2 separate regions of the Mus musculus genome follow, and region 1 is linked to region 2. Evidence: chromatin contacts called from public HiChIP or PLAC-seq data. All regions are on one chromosome and are shown on one strand. Each heading gives the region's core, a stretch centred on a gene start, on an enhancer-like site or on the middle of the called end of the contact. The rest is flanking DNA. Distances are from core to core; before and after follow the strand shown.

Region 1 (3,878 bases), core at 454-2,953, 250 kb before region 2:
AGCAAAGACTAGGAGCCTAGCCTTCAACACATGGGTGCTGAGGGACATTCAAGACCCAAATTTTAGCAACTGGCCTAATGGATACATCCTCTGTGTGATCTACTTGTAAAATAATGCAATCCATGGCTATGCAAAAAAGCAATATTGTTTAAGCAAACTCTCTTATCTGTAGTAGACCTATCTTTTTAAGCTACATACTAGAACGGAACCAAATTACAACAGAATCCACAGTACTGAAAAGAGTCTCTGAAGTTCTTTCTGGTAGTAAAAGGCTGGCAGATTATACTGGCAAATCCTGCAATGCTAAGAGAGTTTGGTTTTTCTTCTAGTATTTGACTGACAACAAAGCCACAAAAGCAAACTTGGCTCTATTTCTCTCATCCCAGCAGGACAACTGCTCCGTAGGAAAGGAATTATCATCATGAATCAACTGTAAAACACACAACCATTCTCTCTGATTAAAAGAGGAAGGATTCTTGCTGCAGGAAGGGTCACCCTGGGCACTCCAAATGGAAGACTATAGGCAGAGAGGAATCAGACCCCAGTTAGCACTTTCAATGATTCATCCCAGGAGGTGGCTAAATAGGAGACTTATTTCAGGTCAGTACTGTTGATTTCTTTGCATTTCTAGCTGAATATAATTTTATGTCCAATAATAACCAAGAAAAGAATTAGTTAATGACAAATCCCCAAAGATAAAAGTAATCTGTGTATTGGCTTGAGTTGTACTTGGCTATAGAATTTCATTCCTGTTTCCACACTTGTATTTTTATTATCTTAATTGTTTATCACATGAAAAAAACATTCTGCTAGCCCGAAGATCATATTATTTTAAGTTACAGTCATTTCAAACCTGCATTTTAGCTTATTTTTATAGCATAAGTGCCGATTTTATCCCTGTGAAATAATTAAGACTAACTAACATCCCCAGTCACCTTAGCTGGAAACACTGGGCATTTTCTCAAACAAGATCTTTATTTACTTTCTTATCTTTAAAAAACTTTCTTTAATGACTCATAAAACTCATAACATTTTTCATTTTGACTAGATGAACACCATCAAATAAATCATAGCTTTCCTTCAGTTTCAAAATGAAATCAAAACACAGACTGACTAGCAAAATAAAATTCAACATCATATCCCCAATGTAAGAGTCTAAAGATGATATCACAGCACACACAATCTTTTATTATCTCAAGAATCCAGATTATAAACTTGTTGACCAGAATCAGGACAGGAAAAAGGTAATTCTGGTACCCCAATTCTGAAGGGCCAGAGCTTAGAGGCACATGGTATTGATTGGTTCCATCACACATGTCTCAGGTCAAGATGACTTCCATCCTACACATGTGTTAAGATGACACTTTCTGAGCTGACTACAACCCATGGGCTGCTGGAAGATAACTACCCAGGTTCCATGCACTGAGGAGAAGCCCTGCACACAGGGTTCCGTGCACTGAGGAGAAGCCACAGCCCTAGGAAGCTGAAGAGCTGAGCAAAGGACACGTACCTCCCAGCCTTCAATGTGTGCCTGCCACTCTTCTAAAACTTCCAGTTTCTCCATCTGTCTCTTGGCCTCATTAATGTTGGAACACACGGCTTTCATGGCTTGGAGTGCTTCCATCACTGCTGTGTAGTCACTATGTCTCCGTGGAGTCCGCTTCAGTAATTCCTGTGGAGACACAAAGACAAACCACCCTTTGATCTCCAGTGCTCCGGTACAGCAGGCTGACCAGGAAATGAAAACTACAAAGACTGTGACAGCCACTCTGCTAAATGACATCACAACCTCCACTAAGATAGAGATCAAAAGCCAAAGGTCAAATCCATGAGTGAGCATTATTTCAATGCTCAGTTTTTGCAGAAACTGTTGTTTTTCCTCAAACTTACCTGTATTTTAGAAACAGAAGGACGTTTCTTGATTCAAATGATCAACTACCTCACCTGGACCACATCCTAGCTTTTATAAATCTGATTTCTGTTCAAACAGAAGCATATCAGTATATGTTAATTTCCTTTGTCTTGGATTCTTTATCAGATCTTCAAATAAATATGCACCACAATTTCAAAACTGAATTAAATCCCTACTTCTAACATCTTTTGAGAAGCTATAGGCTGATGTCCTCATTTCACACACTTTAAATGGGCTTTAATTCTGAGAAGTAAATTCTTTAATTTACTTCTGGTGTTGTATGTCCGTCTTAAGATTTGGGGGTCCAGAGTAAAAATTTCAGCTTCATCTTGCGAAAAATGTAATGTGTATTCCTTTCATGTTAGATCATATTAAGCAGAAGATCAAAGTTTATTTCAAAATATTCACTAATAAGACAACTATGAAATGCCTGCTTTTCCACTCCACATTGAGAAATTTAAAAAAAAAGGAATCTTTCTAAAATTATGCCGCAGGGTTTTTGTAACTGTGTTAGTATCATGTTGATGACAACTGCCATAAGGAAACAAATGACTAACTAAGAAGCAGTGTGGTCATAAAAGTCTAGACAGTGGGTGAAGATGTTTAATTTTATACTTCTAAACAACAACTAAGAAGACCTTTTAATATAGTTAAAAGATTACAGATTATTCTGCTTTTGATATTTGGAATGAAAAGGAAAAAAACATAAATAAAACATCCATCCACAAAGCACAAACTAAGAATTAAATAAGGGAGGGGCTGGTTGTATGGGAAATGAGAACATCAACCTTTAGGACAGGATGTGGCCCCTGGAATGGTGGCCAACCTAATCCAAAGAGTTGAGACATGAATTAGATCATGTGAAACAACAACAACAACAACAACAAAAAAAAACCAAATCAAATATAATTCTAATGGTTACTCATACCATAACCTCGTGGTTTTAATACTTATCTCTGAATAAATAAAACCACTCAAAGACAATATAAGCATAATTTTTCAACATTAGTTTATCTGTATGAATAAGTAAATCATCTTTGTGTGTGTGTGTGTCTGTATGTGTGTGTGTATGAAAATAATCTTCCCACAAAGGAAAAGGAGCTAAGTTCTACCTACAGCCTCTTAACTGTTCTCTAACATGTGAGACAAGAATGTATCTATGATGCTAGGGTTTGGGGTTTTGGGTTTTGGGTTTTTGTTTTTGTTTTAAGAATTAAATTTAAACACTGTTTCCTTCCTAATCAGCAATGTGTGATTTAATGCAACCACTTGTTTACAACATTCTTAACATTCCTTCTGGCCCTTACAATAACTGGTATTCCAACAGAGATCAGGGATCAGGATACCTGTGGGTACATAAGCCCACTGAGTCCCTTAGCTGGAAATCTGTAGGGACTCTCAGAACATCAGAACATACAGAGCCATGCTTGTATTGATACTGCATGTTAAAGGCTGTGCCAAAATTGCAGCATAAGGTCCCTGCCTTTGCTTCAGCATAAGGCTTTTCATAGCTTAACCAAGCAACTTTAGACCTACTTTGTGATAAGAAATCAGTCTTTTAAAAAAAAAAAATTAAGGTTCTTACAAGTTTCAGAGGTGACTCAGTCCATAAAGTGCCTGTTGCATAAATATGAGGACCAAATCTCAGATCCCCAGAATGTGTGTCAAGAACTAGGTGTGATGTTCTTCACCTATAATCCCACTGTAGAAGGTTGGGACAGACAGAAGAATCCCTGAAGTTTATTTGTCATCTAGCTTAGCCAAGTTGATAAACTTCAGGCTCAGTGAGAGACTTTGGCTCTAAAGATTAAGGTAGAGAGCAATTAAGGCAAGATATCCTGAAGGCAGATAAGCACCATGACAGGCTGACAGCTAGGAAAAGAGGCTATAGGTAAACCTCCAGATGGTAAACTTCTGGCCTCTCCATCCAGAACAAAGGCTTGGTGTACAGCCACCCCTCAGCCTC
Region 2 (3,768 bases), core at 461-2,960:
AGTCCTGGAAATGCACCCTAAAGTCATAAAATCACAATGCGTCCAGATTATAATACCCTCAGGTTTAATAAAAGAAAAAGAAAAATGCCCTGGACATTTCCACATGTTCATGGATAGATCAAATGATTTCTCAAGAAAGTGTGACACACTTGACTTCCAACTAAAATAATAGATCACTTGAGGCAATAAGTCACTCTGAGAGAGAGGCCTGAAAAGTGAGCACCACAGACCAACCATCAACAGTGGGTTCTCATATAAACCACAAACCAACCATCAACAATAGACTCTCATACAGACAGGGATAAGAGCCGGTAAACATGAATGTTGTCCTTGTACTGTTAGCTTGTCATAACCTAAAATCATCTGAAGAAAGCTTCAGTCTAGTAATTGTCTCTTCTATTTGAGAATTTCATACATGCACAAAGTAAGCTTTGATCAACAGCTGTCCCCATTCCCCTCCTCTCGGATTATGTCTATCCATCCATCCATCCATCCATCCATCCATCCATCCATCTAATCACTCTTCCTATTCAACTTTATGTGGTATTTTAAAAACTCTCTGAGTTTATTTAGTGCTGCCTGTGTGTGCATGGGTGTAGGGCCATCTACTGGAGCACCAGAGTCTTTCAAGGACTGCATCCTCAAAGCAAACTGTCCCTCTCTCTTCTGGCCGCAATCAGTTGCCAATAGCTCTTCAGCTATGAATAGGATTACAGAACTTGTCCCAGACCTATGGTGGGAGTTTGTCTGCCTTGATTTTGTTCAGGTCATGTGCATATAGGCACAGCTCATGTAAATTCATATATGTACCAGCCTTCTCATGACAGCAAATATACTCTCCCTCTTATCAGATTGGCAGTGAGCATGCTTGTGAGGGATTGTGTTGATAATTGATTGATGTAGGAGGGCATAGCTGTTTGTCAATGGTACCATCCCCTTGGCAGGTGGTCTTAGGATATATAAAGATGTTAAATAAGCAAAAGCTGGAGTGAGCCAATAATAGTTCCTGACTGAATAAAGCATTGTCTTAATCCCTTAATACATTTTTTTTCACAAAATCAAATCTTCCACAAAAGTAATGATTTTCCAAATTAGCATGCTTTTCCCGTGGAATTCCAGCTTTTGAGGAGAATTGCAGTTTTATTAGTAGTTTAGGGCAAGCAGTCTGGAGCAAACCTTAAAGTCAGGCTCTCCAGCTCCTTGAAATCATAGACAAGAGACTTGACTTTTGTGTGTGCTGATATACTCATTTTTAAACAGGTTGCTGCTGCTGCATGCCAGCATCACACACACACACACACACACACACACACACACACACACACACACACACACACACACGATGTAATGTATGTCTAGTTCAGAGAGCTGCATGTGTTCACTGCTGTTATGTGAGATGCACCTTAGCCTCTCTGAGTTCTCATGTTCCGGGGAGAGCCTAAATATCATCATTCCTAATTCTGAACTGAAATTTCATGCTCACATTTGACCTCTGACTTGTAGAGTGTGTACTCTCTAACAGCACTGGCTGAATTAATGGATGGAAGAAAGGAATTATGGGTGAAAAATCGAGTGTTATACTGTTTTTAACAGAATGATGTATTCCCACAATGAAATGAACAAACTGAATTTTAAGCTCTGTGACCCTGGTGTGTCATTTACACTCAGAAATCAAATCAATCCATTTCACTGGGGGCAGAGGGAGACGGAGGCAGCTGGTGTGATCAGGGCCCACGTACTCAGTGTTCTGAAACCATGCCTGGGAAGCACTGTGCTGTAACTTTAATTAACAATGACCAATTCTAGAAACCTGGCTTCATTCTTTAGGGATGTAGAGTACAAAGCCTAGTGAGTCTGAAATACATCCCTGTTCAACGGAGTGAAGACAGTGAAATTTACTTCTTTTGATTTGTAAGAAACACTTTCAATCTATAATCAGCTCCATTATTCTTCACCCCAAGTGGAAACCCACAGATTCATGCAAGCACTATGTGTGGAGAGTCTTTTTAAACTTTAAAACAAAATGTAGAACTGTCTGTTATCTTTTAAAAAATCTAAGCTGCAATGAGATATTCAATTTGTTTTCTGAAACTAATCCGTACTCCAGGCAACCAGCCATAAAGCTTGCTATACACTGCCCTCCAGTGGACTTCTATCACATGTAAGCTTGACAAGTTACTGGACATAACCTGTATGTAAGCTTGCTTTTTCTTTTTTTTTTTTTCAATTTTTTATTAGATATTTTCTTCATTTACATTTCAAATGCTATCCTGAAAGTCCCCTATACCTTCGGCGCTCCCTGCTCTCCTACCCACCCACTCCCACTTCTTGGCCCTGGCATTCTTCTGTATTGGGGCACATAAAGTTTGCAAGACCAAGGGGCCAATCTTCCCAATGATGGCCGACTAGGTCATCTTCTGCTACATATGCAGCTAGAGACATGAACTCCGGGGTACTGGTTAGTTCATATTGTTGTTCCACCTATAGGGTTGCAGACCCCTTCAGCTCCTTGGGTACTTTCTCTAGCTCCTCTATTGGGGGCCCTGTGTTCCATCCTATAGATGACTGTGAGCATCCACTTCTGTATTTGCCAGGCACTGGCATAGCCTCACACGAGACAACTTTATGAGGGTCCTTTCAGCAAAATCTTGCTGGAATATGCAATAGTGTCTGCGTTTGGTGGCTGATTATGAGATGGATCCCCAGGTAGGGTAGTCTCGGGATGGTCCATCCTTTTGTCTTAGCTCCAAACTTTGTCTCTGTAACTCCTTCCATGGGTATTTTGTTCCCTATTCTAAGGAGGAATGAAGTATTTATAATAGCCAGAAGCTGGAAAGGACCCAGATGTCCCTCAACAGAGGAATGGATACAGAAAATGTGGTGCATTTACACAATGGAGTACTACTTAGTATTAAAAACAATGAATTTATGAAATTCTTAGGCAAATGGATGGATCTGGAGGATATCATCTTGAGTGAGGTAACCCAATCACAAAAGAAGTCACTTGATATGCACTCACTGATAAGTGGATATTAGCCTAGAAACTTAGAATACCCAAGATACAATTTGCAAAACACAAGAAAATCAAGAAGAAGAAGGAAGACCAACATGTGGATACTTCATTCCTCCTTAGAAAGGGAACAAAATACCCATGGAAGGAGTTACAGAGACAAAGTTTGGAGCTAAGATTTAAGGTTTCTTATAGACAAGAAGCCCTATGCTTAACATAAACTTTAAAAGTCCAAAAACAAATACTAAATGACAATCATCATTGCTTTTCTCCTGAACAACCTTGCACTTAATCCTCCAAATTTCAAGGTGAAAAACAAAAAAGGAAGACCAAAGTGTGGATGCTTCAGTCCTACTTAGAAGGGGTAACAAAATAATCACAGGAATTAGAGGGAGGGAGGGTTCTGGGAGGGAGAGGGGAGGTGGAGGGAAAAAGGTATCAGGATCAGGTGTGGGAGGAGATGGGGAGAAGTACAGAGGTCAGGAAATTGAATGGAGGTGTGTAGCAGTGGGGGCTGGGAAACTGGAGGTAGCCACTAGAAAGTCTCAGATGTCAAAAAAGCAAGAGGCTCCCAGGACCCAACAGGGATGACATTAGCTGAAATACCCAACAAAGGGAAGATAGAACCTGTAGAGACCATATCCAGAGGTTAGGCAAGGCCCCAGGTTGAGGGTTATGGCCACTCAAATGTACTAACCCAGAATTGCTCCTGTCTAAAGGAAATGCAGGGACAAAGAATGGATAGAGACTGAAGGAAA

Evidence for each region. HiChIP or PLAC-seq counts read pairs in DNA pulled down with a chosen protein or histone mark.
Region 1: a contact with region 2 is called in an H3K4me3 HiChIP or PLAC-seq map of the SCID.adh cell line, with 5 times the contacts expected there. The contact joins two enhancer-like sites. A contact is called at or near these places in 1 of 15 datasets of contacts at CTCF or cohesin (the NIH/3T3 cell line), 5 of 484 Hi-C or Micro-C datasets (embryonic stem cells, liver, pancreatic cancer cells and 1 more), 7 of 115 datasets of contacts at active chromatin or transcription factors (the SCID.adh cell line, embryonic fibroblasts and embryonic stem cells) and 1 of 9 other capture datasets (embryonic stem cells).

What each region holds. Positions count from the first base shown.
Region 1 is chr1:11,087,511-11,091,388 of GRCm38.p6, reverse strand. Prex2 (phosphatidylinositol-3,4,5-trisphosphate-dependent Rac exchange factor 2) reads right to left here. Exons shown (of 40, transcript NM_029525.1): 6 at 1,511-1,672. Among named protein-coding and RNA genes, the nearest start is that of Gm24173, 45 kb to the left of the region's middle. Within about 2 kb of position 1,703, at least 13 of the 459 cell types and tissues checked have an H3K27ac peak or open chromatin away from gene starts, as enhancers often do. A contact at or near this core is called in the SCID.adh cell line, where this site is marked.
Region 2 is chr1:10,834,218-10,837,985 of GRCm38.p6, reverse strand. No RefSeq gene overlaps it. Among named protein-coding and RNA genes, the nearest start is that of Cpa6, 120 kb to the right of the region's middle. Within about 2 kb of position 1,710, at least 3 of the 459 cell types and tissues checked have an H3K27ac peak or open chromatin away from gene starts, as enhancers often do. A contact at or near this core is called in the SCID.adh cell line, where this site is marked.